Regions from separate parts of the Mus musculus genome. Here region 2 is linked to region 1. The links are chromatin contacts, called in public promoter capture Hi-C maps. All regions are on one chromosome and are shown on one strand. The core of a region is the stretch at or near the end of the contact, and the rest is flanking DNA. Distances in the headings are between cores, read along the strand shown.

What was found. Promoter capture Hi-C pulls out the DNA fragments that hold promoters and counts their contacts.
Region 2: a contact with region 1 is called in a promoter capture Hi-C map of maxillary cranial neural crest. The contact joins the promoter of Zfp583 here to the promoter of Zfp329 in region 1. A contact is called at or near these places in 2 of 39 promoter capture datasets (cranial neural crest and maxillary cranial neural crest).

Annotation. Positions count from the first base shown.
Region 1 is chr7:12,816,704-12,820,519 of GRCm38.p6, reverse strand. It overlaps Zfp329 (zinc finger protein 329), which reads left to right and starts at 1,660. Exons shown (of 2, transcript NM_026046.3): 1 at 1,660-1,703.
Region 2 is chr7:6,328,353-6,331,748 of GRCm38.p6, reverse strand. It overlaps Zfp583 (zinc finger protein 583), which reads left to right and starts at 1,315. Exons shown (of 5, transcript NM_001033249.3): 1 at 1,315-1,679; 2 at 2,433-2,494. The coding sequence starts at 2,486.

The sequences.
Region 1 (3,816 bases), core at 411-2,910:
TATATGGATAGAAGACCGAGTCATGGGCTGTTGCATCTTTCTCATTTAAGAAGCTGTCTTCTCAGAAAACGCAGGCTATCTGACCTGTGAACTTCTGGTGCTTCTGTCCTCTTTCCCATCTAACTGTGGGTGTACTGAAGTCATACAAAGATGTGTGACACTGTCCTGGGCTCCCCACCCCCTTTTTAAAATATGGTTCTGGGAATGGAACTCCTTGTCAGGTTTGCATAAAGCACTTTTACCCGAGGAACCATCATGTGTCCCGATCAAGTTTTGTTTTTGAACACTGTTTCACTTTGGAGCTTTGGCTCATCTGAACCTCACTATGTTGACCAGACTGGCCTCCAACTCAGAGGTCCACCTGCCTCTGCCTCCTAAGTGTTGGGATTAAAGGGATGTGCCACCATGCCCAACAGTTCACTGTGTTTCAAACACAGCTTTATAACCACCAGCACAACCAATGAAGAAATCTTTTATCACCCTAAACAGTCCCTTTTAGCAGATTCTGTTTTCCCATTTACAACTCTAATCTGCTTTTGTTGGTATTATTGTTTTTTAAAGAGACTTATTTATTTCTATTTTATGTGTATGGATGCTTTTTTTCCTGTATGTTTGTCTGTAACCCACTTATGGGCAGTGTCTGCAGACTTAAGAAGAGGACAACAGATCCCCTGGAACTGGAGTTACAGACTTTTGTGAGCTGTCATGTGGATGCTAGTAATCAAACCTTGCTCCTCTGGAAGTGCAGCCAGTGCTCTTAACTGCTGAGCCATCTCTTCAGTACTGTTTTCTTAAAAACAAAAGTTCGAGGCCAGCTTGGTCTACAGAGTGAGTTCCAGGACAGCCAGGGTTACATAGAGAAACCCTGTCTCAAAAAACCAACAAAACACAAAACACAAAACAAAACAAAACAACAAAACAAAACACAAAACATTTTATTTTTTTGTGTTCAAAATGGAGAAATTTAGTTGTAACTTTTTTGTTGGTTAATCTTCATTGTCAAATTGTCTGGGTTCAGAAACATCTAGGATATTGGTGAAATACACCTTTGACACGGGCTTGGAGCACTTATTGTTCTTCCAGAAGATTGGAGATTAATTCACAGCAACTAAGAGACAGCTTACAACTGTCTGTTATTCCAGCCCTCGAGAATCTGACACCTTTTTCTGGTCTTGAGGGCACTGCAGCATGTGATGCAGACATACATGCAGGCAAAACACTCATAAGGGGAAAAAAAAAAAAACATAGCTTACTTCCACTAATGATTGTCAAGAAAAGAGGTGTATTTGGCTGAATTTTAGTATTTTTCACCTATAATCGTGTTTTTGTTAAATTATGCAGTAAATAAAAAATAAGGCTCTAGAACAAAATTATAACATCAGGAGAGTCCTGGAGATGCTGAGGTAGGGGACTCTCATACTCTGAGCCAACCCTCTCAAAAGACAGAATCGTGGTAGAAAATGAATATCCATGAGTCATCAGTAACTTAGTTATAATTCTATAAATAAAGGTGAGGAGACGTTTCTTCCTGATCGCAATGCCTTGCTCCTGCCTCTCCGCAGCTGCAGGTACTGGTGCAAGACTCTCAGATCAGAGTGCACAGCAGTCAGAAGCAACTGAACCTCTAGGACGCGTGCGCGTCGCAGGACCAGGATCTGCGCATGCGCAGTTGTTGCGACCATGGCCGCCGCCGGCATCCTGTAGTGAGTCCTTCCGCGCCTCGGTGCCTTTCTGTTCCTTAGCTTCCCCTCTGAGTGTCTTGCGGGAGGGAGTCGAGGGGTGCTGGAGGGGTGGCGTGCAGAGCGTTTGGGTTTCACGCGGGCCGTGGGAGTTTCGGGCTCACCCGGAGGGTGTGAGCGGGGACATCGCTGTCCCCGCGGGTGTGTACACCCCCGGGTCGGAGGGGTCCCTGACTGGCTGGTGTAGATGCTCTCCGCGCTGCTGTCGGGTGAGGCTGTCCCTCTTTCCTGCTCGTTACTTAGGGCGTCCTTGTCTCGAGCCCCGCTGTTCTCGGAGGTTTTGCCGAGATCCTTTGGGCACCCGGCCCTTCTTATTTGCCGGTTTCAGGCTGAGTTGGCTGCCAGACTCCAATGAGCGACGGGGCTGTTTTCCATGGAATCTTCTAGGTGGCTTTCCCTTAACTCTGTTGATACTTGCAAAATCAGTCAATCAATCAATCAATCAATCAGCCTATCCGTCCATCCATCATCTATTTAACTATCCCTCCTCCCCTCCCCAGGGAGGTTCATGTATCATCCCTCCTTTGCTTTGTTCCTTCTCTAGTTTGCTGTTTCTTCCTTGGTTTTCAATGGTTTTATTTCCCTGGAAAAACACACTTTTGTTCATCCTCCTCCAACAACTTTTCCTCCATTCTCCCCCTGCCTTCTCCTAGTCTTCTAATTTGAAAGATTTCACACCCACAGCTAAATTGCAGGCATAATTTAATAGATAATGACGAAACCATCCGGGTTATCACGTATTAACATTTTGCTACATTGGCTTTTCCTTTCTTTTAAACACATGCCCACTATAGTTTACACACATAATGAATGTAGCACAGGCAGGCATGATAGTGTGTGTGTGGGCTGGGTTACTAGAAGTAATACTTTGAATATTCTGACACTACACATTGAAATTCTTTAGTGATGATTCTCTTTAAAATGTGAACCTTGCTTTTTTTTTTTTTCCTTTTCCATGAGCAAAGGAGAATGGGTATCCTACCATCCTCCCAGTGGCCACATGAATGAAATTAATGTTAATCTTGTGAGGTTGGAGAGACTCGGTGGTTAAGAGCACTTGCTGCTCTTCAGAGGACTTGAGTTTGGTTTCCAGCACCCAAGCTTTGGGACTTATAGCACCTGTAGGTCCAGCTCCAAAGGATTTACCCAGGTATCCAACGCACTGTTCTGGCTTTAGAGAGTGTCAACACATAGGTGACATTCACTCATATGGACACACATATACCAATATGTAAAAAGAAATGTTTCAGAACAAAAGTCTCTGCCAACAACCTTAACTGCCTGTTTAATCCTCAAGAGGACATGGAATTCCATGCCCCCACCCTGATCTATGATAGAATGTTATTGGGACCAATCATTGTATAACTTATATATATATAAGTTTAAAAATTTTTTTTAAAACTGCATTGTGCCAAGGTTCATTCCAGGATCATGTGTGGCATTAAGTTTGTCTTTTCAATCACCTTCAACTATTAATGCTATTTCTCTTTGATAATTTTGTAATTTTAAAAAAAGATTTATTTATTTTATGTATGTGAGTACACTGTAGCTGTACAGATGGTTGTGAGCCTTCATGTGGTTGTTGGGAATTGAATTTTTAAGACCTTTGTCCTGCTCACTCTGGTCAACTCTGCTCGCTCCGGCCCAAAGATTTATTTATTATTATATGTAAGTACACTGTAGCTGGCTTCAGACACAGCAGAAGAGGGCGTCAGATCTCATTACGGGTGGTTGTGAGCCACCATGTGATTGCTGGGATTTGAACTCAGGACCTTTGGAAGAGCAGTCAGTGCTCTTACCCGCTGAGCCATCTCACCAGACCAATTTTGTAATGTTTTGATGGATGTTTCTTACAAGACATAGGGTGTTATCTTGTGGGGTGTGCCTTTGTTTAGTTCACTGACAATCCTTTTCTTGCCTTGCAGATAATCACATAAGTAAAACACGTAAAGTTGGTAGTGGTCAATTTTTGGTCATGTGGTTAAAGTGCTTGCTGTTATTAGTAAATCATTCTTGGGGTTGCTACTTTAAATTCTTTGTTACTGTTTTGATTTTTAAATGCCCAATATTCCTGGTT
Region 2 (3,396 bases), core at 66-2,565, 6.5 Mb after region 1:
AAAGATGAAGATTTTGGTCAGGCGGGGTTCATTGTTGTGTCCATTTCAGAGTCTGACATACAGAAGGCGAGTAATGAATGATGCGTGAAAAGGTAAGGCAGAGAGAAGGTAAACAAACAAGGGAGAAAGAAACCCAGCAACGTGGGCCCTGAACCAGGAGATGACCAATTTTCATCCGCTGCTCTGGACAGGGCACCGGCCAGCTAGCACTGCGCATGCGTGCTCGAGCACAGCCCCCCCACCACCACCACCACCACCACAACTACCCCCACCCCCGACTCCTCGTCTAAGAGACCGAGGAGAGCAAGCAGCTCCTGCGCAGCCTGAGTGAGTTCTGGTTCTGACGACCGGAAGGGAAGAGACAGAATTCAGCGGAGATTCTAGGACCCCCGAAAGCCGCGCCCTAAAAGGCGTTCCCAGCATGCCTTACGCCGCTCCAGTCAAGCGCAGTACTCCACCTCCCAGAGGCCCTTGCGCGGAGTCGCTCCGCAGCCGCGCCTTTGTGAGCTCTACCGGCGCCGCGAGATCGAGCCCCGGCCCCGGCCAGATCTGCCTCGGCGCCGAGTGAGAGGTGACGAGGACTGAGGAGACGCTCGGTGAGGATCAAGGTACCGCGTGGGAGAAAGTGTAGTGGGTGCAGAGTGACCGTGCGAGACCACGCCACCGTATATGAGGGGCCTATTATGATTGTAAGGTTGCAACTATGTGAGACTGAGGCGGTGACAATGTATGTGACATTATAAGACAGCACCCCATAATGGGGGGAGCCTGTGACTGTGAGTATGGAGATACATGAAACAGAGAGAGAGGCTTGTGCCAGTGTGTGATAGCGCTAGGGGATGTGTGTGGGAACATGAGTGAGTGACTGTGGCTGAGCCTGTACACTGTGTGAGACTGAGGTGGTTATCATGTGTGTGACAGTATGAGACCACCCACTTGCATGAGGGGGGCCTGTGACTGAATACTCTGTGAGACTAAAAGACTGTGACAGTGTATGTGATTGTACCGGGGAGGGATCAGCTGAGTGACAGTGTTAGACTGGATCACTGTGTATTAAGGACTTCTGACTGTGAGACTAAATACTGTGTGAGACCGAGGCTGTGACATTGTGTGTGACAGATTGTGACAATATAAGGGATCATGTGGGAGAATGTGTCTGAAGACTCATATGACAGTGAGACCCCACACCGTGTGAGGGGGTCTGGTACTGCATACACTGTGTAAGACTGAAAGGCTGTGACAGTGTGGGTGACTGCACAGTGGAGGGTGTATTATATGTGAGCACTTTGGAGTGGGGATCTGAGTGGCAGTGTCAGACCACACCTTGTGTACGAGATGCCTGTGGCTGTGAGACTGAATACTGCTTGAAACTGAGGGGTTGTGACAGCGTGTTGACTGTATATGACAGCATGTGGGAGAATGTGTTTGGAAACCTATCTGACAGGGTTGAGACCAAGCCACTTTATTGTGAAGGCCTGAGGCTTGAGACTGTGCCAAGAGTACTGTCAGGGCCTGTGACAGTTTGTGAGACTGAATGCTGGCTATGACATAGAGTGAGAGGCTGGGACAATAGGTGTAGCACTATGAGACCATGTCACAGTGTTGAAGGGCCTATGATGGTGTATGAGACTGTGAGATCCCATAAGGATGTGTGTGAATACACAAGACTATGCCACCAGGTACAAGGGGGGTCTGTGACAATGTGGAATGTGGGGATAAAGACGCCATGAGGGGCTTTGAGGCTGCATTTGGGACTATGTGATATTATTACAGCAAGACTTTTGCTACCAGCTGGGATGGAGCCTGTGACAATGTATGGGCCCGAATAACAGTGTATAGGGCTATTTCATTGCATCTAAACAGTGTAACTGTTTGAGACAGACAGTGCTGGAAAATATGTGACAGTATGAGATATCATAGGGGGGGAAGGGCGGGGGGGGGCATTTGTAGGGTATCCTGATCCTGGTCCACTGTCTTCTAGATCACATGGTCCCTTTGCTACCCACTCTGTGCAAAGTAGCTTCACTTGATGGCCTACATCTCATCCTTATGGAAAGGGTGGAGATATACTTCCTTTTAACGTCATCTATACACTATAAATTCCAGTCTAGTTTCCAGTTTGGCACAGTTATTTTCTCAACTATTGCCTTGTGTATCTTCAATGATGTAAACCTTCATGTGTGAAAGGTGGAAGATTCTAATCTAATAATGCCAGTCTTAAATTGCTCAGACATAAGTGAAAGAGATAACTTAGACATAAAATATATGTTGAGTCCCAGAACTATACAGTACATAGGAAAAGCATTGTTAAATGTAGGGATACCTCAAATGCATGTCTGTGGAGGGAGGAGAAGGACAGAGGTGTGATGCTGGGGCTGCAGGATACACCTGGAACTTACAGTTTCCTGTTTCTGTCCACTTTACTTTCTTAGGACACCTCCCTGCTCCCAGAAACACAGCCATACATTCTTGAAGCTTTAACGCCATGTCCAAGGTAAGAAGCGTTTCTTTTTCCCTGGAATGCCACCTTATTTATCAGTCAGGCTAAACCACTTTGATTTCAGAAATTCAGCTGCCTGACAAAATCTCCTCTCTCCAGTGACTTGCTCTTGTTCTCCACTGCAACACAAGAGCTAGTCCCCCAAGACTAAGCTAAGAGCACCCTTTCCCCCGGCCAGCAAGGACGCAGTTCAGCCTCGCCTGTGGGTTCAGTGCTCTTAGGAACTCACTCTAAGAGGCAAAAATACATTTTTTTTGGTGGGATTATGTAAGCTCATATTGTGGGTATTAGAGGTGTAGATGTGTGTGGTAGCTTTTCTCTACAATCTCTGGTTTGAAAGGAAATAGGAGGGCTTTTGGGGGGTCCAGAGTTTGGGCATTTGGCAGAAACTCATGTTCAAGATGATTTTCAGAAATCCGATGTATCAAATTGGGGATGGTGCTGTTTTGTTTTCCAAGACAGGGTTTTTCTATGTAGCCCTGGCTGTCCTGGAACTCGATCTGTAGACCAAGCTGGCCTTGAACTCACAGAGATCTGTCTGCCTCTGCCTCCCAGATGCGTGCACTACGACCACCTAGCTCAAACCTTGATGGCTAAAGTGCATCTAGGCTCAGGCAGCGTTTTTCTTAGTCTGTCGGGAGCTTTGAAGAGTAATTGTTTATGAGAACAGTAATTTCTTCTTTTAGAGATAATCTGTTAGTAGCAGTGCACAGCTGATATACTGGGCAATCCCGCTAATTAATTAAATTGTTATGGGGAATGTATTGACATGGTGACTTACGTAGCCCAGGCTGGGGTTCAACTCATTCCAGCTAACCCTGATTTTGAACTCCCAGTCCTCCGACCTCTACCTTGGAAGTAAGAGGAAACACTTGAGCCTGTATTTTAAAATATAT